5 separate regions of the Mus musculus genome follow, and regions 1, 3, 4 and 5 are each linked to region 2. A link is a contact called in public ChIA-PET and HiChIP or PLAC-seq data. All regions are on one chromosome and are shown on one strand. The core of a region is the stretch at or near the end of the contact, and the rest is flanking DNA. Distances in the headings are between cores, read along the strand shown. Region 1 holds the start of Alyref2 (Aly/REF export factor 2). Region 2 holds the start of Slamf1 (signaling lymphocytic activation molecule family member 1). Region 3 holds the start of Ppox (protoporphyrinogen oxidase). Region 4 holds the start of Klhdc9 (kelch domain containing 9). Region 5 holds the start of Pea15a (phosphoprotein enriched in astrocytes 15A).

Region 1 (2,700 bases), core at 166-2,665, 260 kb after region 2:
CAGCCTTACCAACGCTGAGAGGTCAGGTAGGTACCACCCCTACCAGACAGAAAAGACTTTCCATGTAATTAAACCCACCGCCTTCCTTGCTCATGGTGAGTAGGCATTCTGCCACTGAGCTGCATCAAAGGCAAGGTTTTTTCAATTCTTGTTTTATTCTTACATGATGGAGCTGAGAATGAAACCCACTTCTTCATGCATGCTAGTCAGTCATGTGTTCTGTCCATAAAAGTCATATTGTAATTTGTAATTTTTCTTTTTCTTTTTTAATTTTTCCAGTTCTACACACATTTCTATTTTATTATGACAAAGGTGAAAATGCCACCTTCTCCACAACAGCACCCAGGAAAACTTATCCCAAAAAATAACTCAGTACAAAACAGGTCTGTTTCAGAATTTAAAAAAAAAAAAAAAAAAAAACTTTACATGAGTTTTTAGATCCTATTTTAAAACAGGAAGTAAAAAGAAACAAAAAACCAAATTCACCATTGTCTGCACAGTCCAGTTGCCTACCCTCCCTCTAAGGCATCACAGACGAGGCGTCTGGGTCCCGGTTCTTGTGCGGATTTGTTCGGTTGTTTAGCTGGTGTCCCTCCTTGCATTGTAAGCATCCAGCTGTGCGTCCAACTCCTCTGCAGAAAGCTGCTGCTGCTTTGAGTTCCTGCCAGTGCCTCTACCCCTTCCCTGGCTGCCGCGGCCACCAAAGCCTCCAGAGCCACGGCTCCTTGTCATGCCGCCTCTGTTTCCGCTTTGTGCAGGTCTTCGCTGTGGATCGATCTGTGACGTGACAAGCTGGATGTCCATAGGGCGGCCATCCAAAGGGACGCCCTTGTACTGCTTCATAGCCTTCAGGGCATCTGCCCTCCGTTCAAAGTGTACATCCGCCGTCCCTAAACTTCGTCCAGAGCGATCGTAGTCCACAGCGGCTTTTTTCAACGTTCCAAATTCAGCAAAGAGTTCCTGAATGTCAGCATCTGACACCCCGAAGTCCAGGTTTGACACGAGCAGCTTGGCACCGGTCTCCACGCCTTCCCCACCCCCGCAGCCGCTGTCGAATAGGTCGTGCTGCCACTTGTCCGGAAGTGGTTTCGGTCTACTGTACGGTGCCGGCCGGTTCCTGCCGCCGCGGGCGATGGCGGGCCGGTTCCTCCTAGGCCCGCCGCCTCGATTCACCCGGCGCTGGTTACGGTTCAGCTTAATGATGTCGTCCAAAGACATGTCCATCTTGTCGGCCATGGCGGGCGCGGATCCGGGCCTGACTGGCCCGGCCCTCGCGGTGCAGACCAGAAAGTACTCAAATTCAATGATTCCCCCGCCTTGACTCCGCCTCTCCGACCGGTGCTGGAATCACAAGCGCACCAAAATCACACTTGGAAATTGGAAGTCTGTGCGCTTGTGAATCTGGCTTTCGCTCTGACCCCTGGTGGCCGCCCAGCGCCTAGAGACATCTGGGACAAATTCGAGGCACTTCCGGAAACCGAGCGGGCCACGCGGCTTCTCCGCGATATTTGCATACCCACAATGCAGTGCACACAGATGGTTGTATAATTTAAAAGGGTAGCGTGTTGTTTTCGTTGTTCTGTTTTATTCCTTTTATTCCTTAATGTGATAGAACCTTCAAAGATTTATCTGATATAATAAAGTAGTCAGTGTCTTTAGGAGTAAATAGTCACCATTAGTTGTCTAGGAAATACAGTCGGCCGAGAACTGTACACTAGGACAGCTGGGTATACTCTGGTTTCTCTTCAGATCGTATAAATCTTTCGCCTTTTACTAAAGATTTCCGTGGAGAGGAACAATTCTGAGTCTTACACTAATTTTTTGAGGCCTTGCTTTAGCAAGGCTATTAATAATGTTTAAAGTTAGAATTAACAGTCTTTATTGTGTGCTCTATGTATTTTTTTGTCTTCAGTGTTAACCAAAGTTAGAATTAACAGTCTTTATTGTGTGCTCTATGTATTTTCTTGTCTTCAGTGTTAACCACTGTAAGGTAAAAATGGCTTGAGCTTAGGCTAAAGAGACAGCTCATTGGTTAAAAGGGCTCAGTCGCATGGCGTTGTGTCTCATAACCGATAAAGTAAATAAGCCTTTAAAAGCAAATACTAAGTTTTTGTGGGAAGTCTGTAGACATGTTATTTATTAAGCTGTTTTTTATCTAGCTGCGTTATGTTGTGGTCTCAGTGAACATATGTATAAACCATTATTTTTAATATTTTATTTAAGTGCAAGGTGGTTATGGACTTAAGGCACGTACAATTTTCTAGCAAGATGGCTAACCCAGCTCTGTAGCTGAGGAAGAACTAGCGCCCCCTTCTGACTTCCATCAGTGCCAAGCAACGCTCAGATACGCAGGCAAAATATTCATACAAATAAAGGCAGATACATTCTAAAAAATAAATGCAGCCACTCGAGCAGAAGGGACAGGTTACCCTCAGAGCTGTGGGAGGGGCTAGACTATGATGCAATTCCCCATCTCCCCCCAGTCCCTCCCCCCCCAAAAAAATGAAAACTACTCTCCCACCCAAGACCTTTCCCTTAAGGACAGAGACTGTCCCTTTGAAATACCTCAGTCTCCTTATAGCTAAAATACCTCAGTAATAAGAACAGGTAACAAGGGGGCTGGAGAGATGGCTCAGTGGTTAAGAGCACCGACTGCTCTTCCGAAGGTCCGAAGTTCAAATCAGCAACCACATGGTGGCT
Region 2 (2,700 bases), core at 41-2,540:
GGGTTCAAATGGTATGCAACAAGAAGGGCTTAGCTCTACCTCCAAAGATGCTCAGTTTGATTATCTCAAAGTGGAGCTAGACAAGGGTCTCCTCATCTGAGACTTGAATAAAAGATTCTAGGTACAGCCCCCCACCCCCAATCCCTGGCACATTTCAGGGTTTTTCTTAGAAAAGTCCATAATGGATTTACAGTCATGAATCCCCCACGACCAAAATGCTCTGGCTCTCAGGATTTCCCCGATCCGCTTCCTAAAGCCATCTCTGCCAGGCTGTCTCCCACAATCTAATTAAACTCTACAATGGAGTTGACCATTCATTCCATGGTTAGCCCAGTATGCACTGCTTAGCACGGTTGCTCTCCAATACCTTTCCTTACAGTTCCCACCCACTAAGTAGAAAACAACAGCTTGCCTTGGAAAAGAGAAGAACCAGAGGGATGGGAGAGAAGTCCTGCTCCTTTAACCCTTTGCCATCACTTGAGCCCACTGCAGAGCCTTGAAGTTTCCTGATTGCACTTTCCCCATTCTGTAAGCAACCCTGGGCTCCAAAATCCCAACGTTTCCTCTTCTTGGTGCTTTGGAGTCATCTCTTATAAGAAAGCATGACCACACCGCAGCCACTGTCTGGTGTGAGCCTAAGGTCTGAGGTTTCCCACTTCTACCTGTTGCTCCTATCACCCTTGCTTTTCACTGGACCGGTGTTCTTTGTCTGCCAATGATGTACATGTGAGAGTCGTTTTCCTCAGCAGAAGTATAGGTCAAGTGTCCCAGAGCTTTGGTCCCTAGCCTGGGTCTTTGCCAGAAGGGTAGCCACATAAACCAGCTACTCAGAATTTTAGCCTGAGTCCAGGAAGCTGACTATGGACATAGCAGGTGCCTTTAGCTTCTGGTTTCCATAGAAACTAGTGTAGATGGGACAAATCCTTGTAGCCCAAGGCTCAGGGAACTCAACAGGTTTCTTCCTCTTTGAAAGACACAGTGGAAACCCAGAGGCACTCTCCTTAAAGAAGAGGCAACTGAACAGCACTCCCCAGCCCTTGGCTTCTCCATCCATGGGGCTCTGCTGATTCCAAACTGCTAAACACAAGACTCAAACCCTTTAAACAAATGGACACTCACCTGTTCCGTAGCTCAACTCAAAAGCCAGGGAGAGAAACAGAAGTATTCTCCAGGAAAGGGATCCTTTGGGATCCATTAGCCAGCAATCGCAGACAGGGTCCCCAGCTGTGAGCTCAGCTCAGCTCAGCTCGGCAGGACAGCTGCTTACTGTTACCCCCAAGGAAGAAGCTCTGATCGTCGAAGTGCTGCCTCTGCTGACAAGTTCCTGAACCAGCTTCCTGTCTCAACCGGGTTTTTTTTTTTTTTTCTACTTGAGCCTCCAGGATTGCTCATTTATGATCAGGCTTAAATCACTTTATCACTTCATTGTTCTTGAGAAGCCAAAGTCAGGTGTTCAGACCCATGGGAGTTGGGAAAGGGGCTGTAATGTCACATCAGTCAAACCCTGGCTTGGGGAAGAAGTGTGATTCCCCCCCCACCCCTCTTTTTTTCTAAGCTGTTTCCAGGAAATGGGTGTCACAAGTTCTTTGAGCAGATCTGTCTGGTAAACTCTTCTTGGATCCTAAGAAAAAAACGGACATTGAGTAGACCACCTACAAATTAGGGAATCCAGAGCTCAACTTCTATTTGTAACTTACTTGGCATGAGATGACAGGACTGTTACTTATGATTCGTTACATAATCTCATTGAATACCTGTGCAAGTGATACTTTGAGCTATAGTCACAAACTGATAGAGTAGACAGGCGTAGACATCTCTGACCAACAGCCCATTTTCCTGACAGGCACAGTGGGGCAGAATCAAGTTAGCTCTCTGTTGCCTTCAATTTAGAAGTTGTTTGTAAGGTTTGCTATGGAGAAAGGATGGAAGAAAGAACTTCCATGAACAGAACACTAGAATAGGAGCTCAAAAGGAGACTTTGAAAGGTGAGGCTGTGTGTGTGTGTGTGTGAAAGTCAAAGAACAACCCCTAGGAATCAGCTTTTTTCTTCCATCATGTGGGATCAAGTAATTAAACTCACGTTGCCAGGCCTATGCAGCAAGTATCCTTATCCACCAAGCTATCTTACTAGTCCCCAGGCTAATGCTTTTAGAATCCATTGTCATATTCACAGATAATCTACTCTTGACCCCAAAGGTCATGGGGTAGAAAGAGCTGGAGTTAGAGGAAAACTGGTCTGTAGTTCTCTTTGTTTTCTCTTCTCCTGCCTCCTGTATCCAACTTCATAATGATGTATTGGGCATGGTGTGTTCCCAGATGTGTCCTCACTGTGGTAGCTAGGAATTAACTCCACATAAGGGGTTAATATCATAGAAATTGAAAAATGATATAAATTGGAGTTTCCTTCCTTCCTCCCTCCCTCCCTCCCTCCCTCCCTCCCTCCCTCCCTCCCTCCCTCCCTCCCTCCCTTCCTTCCTTCCTTCCTTCCTTCCTTCCTTCCTTCCTTCCTTTTCCCTTTTCCTTTGTTTGTTTGTCTGATGGTTTTATTGTATTTTCTTTTTTTGAGATAGGGTCTCACTATGTAGTTCTTGCTGGCCTGGAACTCACCATGTAGACCCGACTGGTCTCCAATTCACCTGGTTCTGCTTCCCAAGTGCTGAGATTAAAAGTGTGCACCACCACACCTGGCTATTGAATCAG
Region 3 (2,700 bases), core at 103-2,602, 490 kb after region 2:
TGCCGGTGCCAGACTGGTTGGCATGTCTACAATGACTCCCGGTGAGAATAGCCTCTTGTTCAACTCCTGCCCCCTCCCACCGCCCCCCCCCCAGCTCCGAAAAGATAAGTTCCTGACAAAGGATAGGTGGAGAGTCTCTCCTGATCTCCACCTGGCTACTCTGAGTCTTGTGGGATGGAGGGGGAATCTACAAGAATGACCACTGACCACAGCCGTGTCCCGTTTCTCTTCTCAGCGTTTCCCCTGTCAGTGAAAATCAGGTGGCATCCAGTGAGGGCTACGTGCTGTTCTACCAATTGATGCAGGAACCACTTCGGTGCCTGTGACACCATCTTGAAGCCCTGGCACCTGTGAAAACCTTCCCAACACCCTTAAGCCCCCAGTTACCTCACAGACGTCTATTTTTGTGTCTTTTTAATCGGGGAGGGGAGGAGGGTTGGTTGTAGCTCCCGTTATTTTTTTTATTAAGAAGTACCCTTCCGCCTTGTTTTCCTGTCCCATGTACAGAAACCACCAGACCCTTGACCATGTACAGCCCCCAGAACCTCTGCAATCTCACTTTTTTGTGAATAAATTTATTAAGAAAAAAGTGATGTTCATGTTTGTATTTGTGGATAAGAGGGAATGGATATCTAGAATTTTGGTTCAATTGGAGCCTTTCTGGGCCCCAATTCTGTCTCTGGACAGGTGGGGGCGCTCTCACAACAGAAGGAAAAGAACAGGGATTGAGCTGGCCCCAGCCTTGGACCCAAACACTGAGTTTAGTGGAACTAGGCAGACAAACCCTGAGACCTGTGAAGTTGCGGGAAAGCCTGAAACTAGAGTGCAGGCATTGGCACGCCGGTTTTTCCTGAGAGGGGTACTGCCCCTCGAGGGCAAGGCATCCAAGAACCCCTGTTGACAAACACTGGTACCGTTGCCGGGCGGCCCTTGCTCCCGTAGGCCCTGTCTGTTGCTAACATCAAGGAGCTGTTTATGGAGCCTTCTCCCCACGGACTGGCCTCCAAGTGTCTCTCTCTTTCTCCCTAACTAAAGCTCGTGGGGCTCTCCCACCTCCAGGGTTTTCACCACAGACCTGGGAAGCTTGAGCTGGGGAATGCTCAAGGATTTCGCTGTCCTGTCCCTGGGGAAGGCAGTGCCGGTTACTGCAACTAACTCCGATTAGGACACGAACAGGTTAACCCGCTCCACGGAACTGACTCCGAAAGCGGCTGTTGCTCCTCTGGTAGCGTCACTGCCAATATGGTGTTTTCATTGGTGAATGTATCCAGAGCTCACCAATCCAGAACCCGCACTCCAAGACCCTCCAATCAAGAAGCAAGAAAGTGAAACGCAGTCACGCAGGCCGCCAGAAAGGAATCGACGGAGAGTCGGAGGGACCCTAAAAGTTAGGGGCGGGGATACCAGACTTGAACCTGCTCACCCCTGAGGCTGGAAAAACCGAGTGCTGTAGAATTCTGGCCTCCGAAGGGTTTGTGCTGGGGAGATAGCGTGGGCGTGGCCCTTATCTGCACACGGACAGGATGGACTGCTCCTAGGGCCTCTATCAGTCACTCACTTTCTCGGGTTCCCCCTATCTCGTGGGTAAGTTCTGGCTTCAGAACGAAGACCTTACTCTTCCACCAGCACGTACACGCGCGCCCTGCATTAGTTGCTCATAAATCAGTAAGTGTCCAGAAGTGGGGTATGGGACCAGTGGGGGTTTCTGCAGTTGTAAAACAGAGTGCTCCCCTGCCCCGTTCTCCTGGGGTATCTCGACCTTTTCCCAGGCCTTACGATGGGCCGGACTGTGATAGTACTTGGCGGAGGTATCAGTGGATTGGCCGCAAGTTATCATCTGATCCGAGGCCCCAGTCCTCCTAAGGTGAGTCCCCACTAGTACCAGAGAAAGACTCATTTAATACTCTTGATATTTCTAGCAAAAGCTGCATAGATTTTTGTTCCGTGAAATATGCACTTCCCCCGACCCCCAGTCCCTTTGCCCTGTGGCGACAGTGCTTCACTTTTGGCGCCAGGTGATCTTAGTGGAGGGCAGCAAGCGTTTGGGAGGATGGATCCGCTCAATCCGAGGATCAGATGGTGCGATCTTTGAACTTGGACCTCGAGGGATTAGGCCGGCTGGAGCCCTGGGAGCCCGGACCCTGCTCCTGGTGAGCGTCTTGTGGAATGTGTAGGACAGGTAGTGGAGGAGAGTTCTCCAAAGGGACGGAGTTGCAGAGAGGAAAAACGTTGGGTCAGTTTTTCCTTAGTTTCTCCTCTTCCTGAGGGCTTGTGGAGAACAGGTTTCTGAACTTGGCTTGGAGTCTGAAGTCTTGCCTGTCCGAGGGGATCACCCAGCTGCCCAGAACAGGTTCCTGTATGTAGGCGGTACCCTGCACCCTCTACCCTCCGGCCTCAGGTAACACCTCACTATTACACACACCCCCCTTTCGCTCCCTGTCAGGCCTTCCAGCCACAGGGGGTCTAATGGCTGAAAAGAACCCTCTGAAAGGTGAATCTGGGAGTTTTCTTTTCAACCATGCCTTCCTCCATGCAGGGGGCTACTCCGTCCTTCACCCCCCTTCTCAAAACCTCTGTTTTGGGCTGGGCTGAGGGAGTTGCTGAAGCCCAGGGGCAAAGAGCCTGATGAAACTGTGCACAGTTTTGCCCAGCGCCGCCTTGGACCTGAGGTGACATTGCTCAGAGGTGGTCTCAAACCTC
Region 4 (2,759 bases), core at 68-2,567, 410 kb after region 2:
CAGCCAGTGCTCTTAACCACTGAACCTTCTCTCCAGCCCCCAGGCTCAATTCTTTACTCCATGTGTGCACACCCTCCCCACGTAGTTCTCTCTCAAGATCTAATTGGGACCAGGAGGGAAAAGGCCCAGTGTGAGCCTGCGCCTCAGAATCACGTGATCATTCCCACTGAAACCTTGGACATTATCCGTGGTCTGGTTGGGAGCAAGTTCATGTTTAGAAACCAAAGGCCCAAGTGACAGCCATCCTTCCCACTCAAAGCCCAGCCTGGGGGACAAAGATCCTATTTCGGCTCCACCCCAGCTGGAGCGACAAGTAGAAATCTGCATTTCCTCCTACAGCAGAAACCAGTCAGCCTGCCTTGATCCCAGTCAGCCTGCCTTGATCCGAGCCTCTTCGTTCTGCATTGAGTCCTGCGAGGGCAGAGTTAGGCCTTCAGTAACCCAGCTTGACTAAAAGGAAGAGAGCAGGGAGGGGCAGGAGTCCGTGTCTCTCTCCTCCCCATCTCACCCCCACCCACCTTCTAAGGTTGGGCAGCTTCTGCCCAGGATCTTATCAGGGGAAACTCCCTGCCCTTAATCCTGAGTTCCACGGTGCCTCCATTTAATGTGTTATATTATTCTAATGAGTCAAGATGAAATAATTATTCATCCTAGGACTAAGTAGTGAAAAACTGTCCAAGATATGCCTAACCTATTTTTCCTCTCCCACTTCATCCACCCTAACTCATCTCTTTCTCCCTTGTCCCTTCTTAGCACCTTTCTCTCCTGTCGCTTCTCTCACTGAGACTGGACTCTACTGCCCTCCAGTGGCTAGAGCAGAGAGAACTCTCCCATCCATTCAGCACCTTCAAGAATTTTTATCACAAACAACCCATTTTATAAATAGGATCGCGGAATAAGTCTACTCAAGTCTCTGAATCCCAAGCAACGTAGTCCAAGTTCAACCTTTGATTTCTGACTTGTTTCCTTCCTACCTCATCCCTAGAGAAGATTCCAAGTTGGAAACCGTGCAGCAAAAAATAAAGAAAAAGACACGGCCTCCACGCATCCTACCACCAACACCTTCCTCAAACGTCATAATTACAGGCTAGTTAGCGGCTATTGGGTTCGTCTAACGAACTGCCGGTTTCTAGCCTTTCGGAGCCCAAATCCTTTAGGATATTTACTGGCTTCCCCACATCTCGTTCCCCTGACGACATCACTGTAAGATCGCGGTAGCTTAACCAGGTCTCTTGTTTCCAAGGTAACAGGCGCTTTGCGACCTTCAGTTTGCAGCGGTCGCACTGTAGTCCCTGCAGTGGTTGCTGGGCGACGGCGGTGGAGAGAAGGGGTGGTTTGGGTGAAGACCTGTGCTGTTATTGGAGGGGAAGCTAGTCTATGCTTGGAAGTGCTGGGCCCTTCGTGAAGGAGTGCGACCCGAAGTGACCGAGCTGCTCTCCCCTTCCCTTGGCCCATGGCTGGGGTGCAGACCCTCGGTCGAGCAAGAGGCTCAACCTGGACCTGGAGGCCAGTGGCGCGAGACGTGCTTCTGGCTCGTGCCTTCCATTCATGCACGGAACTGGAAGGACGGTTCTATCTGGTAGGGGGTCTCCTAGAAGGTGGTGCAAGAGTGCCCAGCAACGACACTGTGATCTTTGACCCAGCTGTAGGCCAAGCGGTGCGACTGGTAGCCCGAGGTAGTCCCCTTCGCAGCCACCACGACGCGGCACTGGTGGGAGGTCGTTGGCTCTGCGTGGTGGGTGGCTGGGACGGGTCACGTCGCTTATCCACGGTGGCCGCGCTGGACACGGAGAGAGAGGTGTGGGAAGCATGGGCTGCGAACCCTGGCAACTGCCCTCCTGCTGGCCTCAGCAGCCACACCTGCACTCGCCTCTCAGACGGGGAGCTGCGAGTGTCTGGCAGAGAGGGTGGTACCCACACTCAGCGACGCTACGGAAGCATCTACACGTTAAAGTTGGACCACAGGACCCGAACTTATTGGTACTGCAACTTTGCCCCCAAACGTTCGTTTGTTTTCTCTATATTCTAGAAAAAACAAAACCTAAATAAACTTATTGGTAGTCTATCCATAGCACCTTCTGTCTTGGAATCCAAGATTGCTTAACTCTATCTGCCCCAAGCCTGATTTTCTTTTTCACTAGAGCTCTCTGGCAAAGAACACTTGAATCTTTTCAGAAAACCAAACTCAGGCCCGATTTTCTGTGTACCAACAGCTACAAAGAAGAAGGCTGCCACACAACCTCACGATCAGGCCACTGTGCTGCCCTGCTGCCAACTGCTGGGCCGCACCCGGGTCATCAGCTTTTGCTCTTTGGGGGCTGCAACTCAGTTGGACCGGAGGTAGCAGGGCAATGGAGCCCTGGGAAAATCAAGGTATTAGCTACTCACATAAAGTAGAAAAGGACTAAAACTTCAATAAGCAAACCCTTCAGACAACCCCTTCTTGTTTTTCTCGCCCAAGGAGGAACAACCAGTTGCCCCTCATTTGAGGGAACAGCTTGCAAGGCTTGTGAGCAGTGGGCAGGGACTGCAGCAAGGACCCCAGAGCCTGCGCCATCATTCCTGTTCAGTGGTGGGACCCTTCGCTGTACTATTTGGCGGAGAAACTCTGACCAGAGCTAGAGATACGATCTGCAATGATCTCTACATCTACGATACCCGTGAGCGCCAAGCTATCATTTGAAAGGGAGGAGAAAAAGACACAGCTAAAAATTACAAAACAGGGGTGGTGGGATAGAAAGGAGGAGAAATCAGTTGAT
Region 5 (2,728 bases), core at 174-2,673, 440 kb before region 2:
GACCTAATCACATGTAATGGATAACTAATAGGTAATTGGGTATTAGGTTACATCATAAAAATATTATGGGATTCACTTCATATAGATCAAAAGATACTAGACTACATGTCTTTGATTTTTTTTTTTTGCACCTATCTGGTACCAGTCCCTAAAAACTTTATTATTCCTGATTCTCAGAAGAACCCTATGAAGTGAGACTGGTATCCTCAACTTTATGGACTTAATTTGTCTATGGAAACAGAATAAGTATAAAGTCCACATTCTCTGTGTTTTGCTCTGCCTCATTTGTCTCATGTAAATGTGGTATGTCTATGCAAAAGTGTACAGTCACTCTGTGTCTCAAAGATGGGTCAACATGATAGATTCCGACCCTACAGCGACTCAGAAACAAAAGCAACTTCTGAGGGTATATTAGTTACCCTCAAAGGAGCAATGGGCAGCCATGTGGGGGGTGGGGGTGGGGCTGGGGGTAAGAGGAGCAAAGAGAAGAACTATATATGAAACCTAAGGCACAGGACCAGGACCTGCTCCTCCCAGAAGAAGGGGCTCATCTTAGGCTTCTGGAAGGGTCTCTGATCAGCTGGACCTGAAGGCAAAATGGGGTGTTCCTGGTGGTGTGCAAACATTGAAGCCGTTCTCAGGGTCAGGCACTTGCAGAGCTGAGCTGACGCCCCTCATGGAGGTAGGGTGAAAATCGGATGCTTCTCCAATTCTCCCTCCTCCCTCCTCCCTCTTTCAGCCCGGCTGAGTGAGCCTCTGGAGGAGGAAAGTCCCTGAGGTGTAGGGGAAGTGAGAATTATCACACTGGGCCTAGGCAGAAGGACAGAGCTAGGAGACAGCTAAGTGTGGCTTTGTTGTCTATATTTGCATGCTGAGCTCATGGCTTTTTTCCTCCAGAAAATAAAATTACATCATAGTGTGTGGGGGTGTGGGGGTGCGTGTGTGGGGGTATATTTGGGAAAGGCAGGAGGTGCTCAGGGGTCCAGCTGCTATTATACACAAGAGCTCATGGCCCCGGGCCAAGTAAAAGAGATTTCCCTGTTGCTGCCTGCCCCTGTCCCATTTTTATTCCTAGCGTGGATAAACTTGACCGTTTCCTACTGAGTCTCTGATCTATAAGGCTAGGAAATAGGATTTCTAAATACCAAAGCGAAGTAGCTAAGAGAACCCAGAGGCCATAGGTCTTCCAAATCCCCCAATCCAAATTGATCTGCCTTCCAGGGGTCCTGGCCATCGTGACCAACCAAAGGTCAGAGGGCAGGAAAGTGACCCATTAGGAAAAAAACGAGGATCTTCTCACAGTTTAAGGGGAAGAGTCCATATTCCATCCCAGTCCTGCCCCCATCCTAGGAGCCTTCCAGAACCCCAGTCCCCAGTCCCTGTCCCCTCCTGCTTCCCCTCCCCCTTTCCTCCCCGCTCCCCGCCCCCCGCCCCTCCCCGGCTCTGACATCACCGGCCAGTCGGGTGGGGTGAGGCGGTGCTGGGCTCAAGCTCTGCTCCACGGGCGGAAGAGGCGGCGGCGGCAGGATCGGCGGCAGCGGTGGCAGGAGCCAAGGAGCAGGCTCCAGACGCTGCTTAGGAACCGGGGACCCGGGAGTGCCCGCACCCTGAGCTCTCAGCTCCGGAGGCGGTGAGAGGGGCAGAGGGAAGATGTGTCGTGGGGAGGAGGTAGATTGGGGATCTGGGTTTGGAGGGTCACGATCCCGGACGCAGGGGACAAATAGGGGAGCTTGAGGATTCAGACAGGTCCACGGTGTCAGGCTCCATGGGGTCCTTCTCTGTCCATGCATCCAGAGACTGGAGAGTGTCACAGGCAGCGTGGCTTCATCCGCCCATTCCGTGCTGAACAGCAGTTTGGGAGTCCGACGGGGCCTGGGGATTAGGATGTAGCCTGCTTCCCGCCCAGCCGGCCGAGCCAGGCCAGCTCCCGCCCCTCCCTCCTCGCTTTAGCTTCGGACTCGCCTCTGCAGGCGTCCAGGCTCAGCTCAGCCCTGCTTCAGTTCCTCCGGCAGCAGGCAACTGGTCTGGGTACTCTCACACCCAGTTTACTGCATCTGAGGAGAGTGGGATTGGTGGAAGCTTGCCCAGAGGAAAGGGGCTGGGGATACATAGGAATGATGTAGCCAATATAAAGACACTAATTTTTAAAACAATCCTTGTCAAAACCGACAGGGACAGAAACACACCTTTAAGAAAAAAAAAAAGACAGCCAACCACACAGTGACACACACCCATGTGACTTACACACATCCTCTCATACAAACCAAATCACAACACCCCTGCACTAGGCATCCACCCACCCACCACAACCCGTTTGTTACCTCCCATGTGGAGTCTCCTTGACCAGCATCAGTCTTAACACGAATGTTCAGTAGTGGGTGGAAAGGACCACTGTCCACAAACACACCCAGATTTTACAGTTTTAGTGGGCAATACCTCAAGGACTGGTGAGCCTGTGCTCTTACCTGGGTGAGGGGCTTCTTGTGACCTTTGTTGCTGACTGCCAGTTTAGAGCATAGGGTACCTGGGAGTGGCTAGAGCCTGGACATCAATATGGCCAAAGGATGGAGGAAGGAGTAGAAGCCAGGGAGAGGGTGAAAAGAATGAGTCAGCCAAGGATGGAACCCAAGTCAGGGGGAGAGAGAATGAGAGGAATGTGTGAGAAGACAGGGAGAGCTGACCAGAGAGCCACAGAGAAAAGGAAAGAGGTGGCCAGAGGCACAGGAAG

What was found. ChIA-PET counts read pairs in DNA pulled down with a chosen protein or histone mark. HiChIP or PLAC-seq counts read pairs in DNA pulled down with a chosen protein or histone mark.
Region 1: an RNA polymerase II ChIA-PET map of memory CD8 T cells shows a contact between it and region 2, with 65 read pairs. The contact joins the promoter of Alyref2 here to the promoter of Slamf1 in region 2. A contact is called at or near these places in 1 of 15 datasets of contacts at CTCF or cohesin (large pre-B cells), 1 of 484 Hi-C or Micro-C datasets (bone marrow-derived macrophages), 3 of 115 datasets of contacts at active chromatin or transcription factors (effector CD8 T cells, memory CD8 T cells and regulatory T cell precursor) and 1 of 9 other capture datasets (liver).
Region 3: an H3K27ac HiChIP or PLAC-seq map of microglia shows a contact between it and region 2, with 5 times the contacts expected there. The contact joins the promoter of Ppox here to the promoter of Slamf1 in region 2. A contact is called at or near these places in 2 of 115 datasets of contacts at active chromatin or transcription factors (memory CD8 T cells and microglia).
Region 4: a contact with region 2 is called in an RNA polymerase II ChIA-PET map of memory CD8 T cells, with 12 read pairs. The contact joins the promoter of Klhdc9 here to the promoter of Slamf1 in region 2. A contact is called at or near these places in 1 of 39 promoter capture datasets (pre-B cells) and 1 of 115 datasets of contacts at active chromatin or transcription factors (memory CD8 T cells).
Region 5: an RNA polymerase II ChIA-PET map of memory CD8 T cells shows a contact between it and region 2, with 65 read pairs. The contact joins the promoter of Pea15a here to the promoter of Slamf1 in region 2. A contact is called at or near these places in 2 of 39 promoter capture datasets (the C10 cell line and the HPC-7 cell line) and 2 of 115 datasets of contacts at active chromatin or transcription factors (bone marrow-derived macrophages and memory CD8 T cells).

What each region holds. Positions count from the first base shown.
Region 1 is chr1:171,502,193-171,504,892 of GRCm38.p6, reverse strand. Alyref2 (Aly/REF export factor 2) reads right to left here and starts at 1,415. Exons shown (of 1, transcript NM_019484.4): 1 at 143-1,415. The coding sequence starts at 1,236. The coding sequence ends at 580. It overlaps LOC115487699 (a small nuclear RNA gene), which reads left to right and starts at 1,730; the gene lies at 1,730-1,845.
Region 2 is chr1:171,765,722-171,768,421 of GRCm38.p6, reverse strand. Slamf1 (signaling lymphocytic activation molecule family member 1) reads right to left here and starts at 1,290. Exons shown (of 7, transcript NM_013730.4): 1 at 1,120-1,290. The coding sequence starts at 1,195.
Region 3 is chr1:171,279,838-171,282,537 of GRCm38.p6, reverse strand. It overlaps Ppox (protoporphyrinogen oxidase), which reads left to right and starts at 1,352. Exons shown (of 13, transcript NM_008911.2): 1 at 1,352-1,665; 2 at 1,770-1,864; 3 at 2,016-2,150; 4 at 2,283-2,398; 5 at 2,537-2,669. The coding sequence starts at 1,778. It overlaps Usp21 (ubiquitin specific peptidase 21), which reads left to right. Exons shown (of 13, transcript NM_013919.4): 12 at 1-41; 13 at 236-589. The coding sequence ends at 326.
Region 4 is chr1:171,359,356-171,362,114 of GRCm38.p6, reverse strand. Klhdc9 (kelch domain containing 9) reads left to right here and starts at 1,317. Exons shown (of 4, transcript NM_001033039.2): 1 at 1,317-1,980; 2 at 2,214-2,373; 3 at 2,462-2,660. The coding sequence starts at 1,454.
Region 5 is chr1:172,205,499-172,208,226 of GRCm38.p6, reverse strand. It overlaps Pea15a (phosphoprotein enriched in astrocytes 15A), which reads left to right and starts at 1,423. Exons shown (of 4, transcript NM_011063.3): 1 at 1,423-1,630. Gm17224 (a long non-coding RNA gene) reads right to left here and starts at 1,244. Exons shown (of 5, transcript XR_865735.3): 1 at 1-1,244.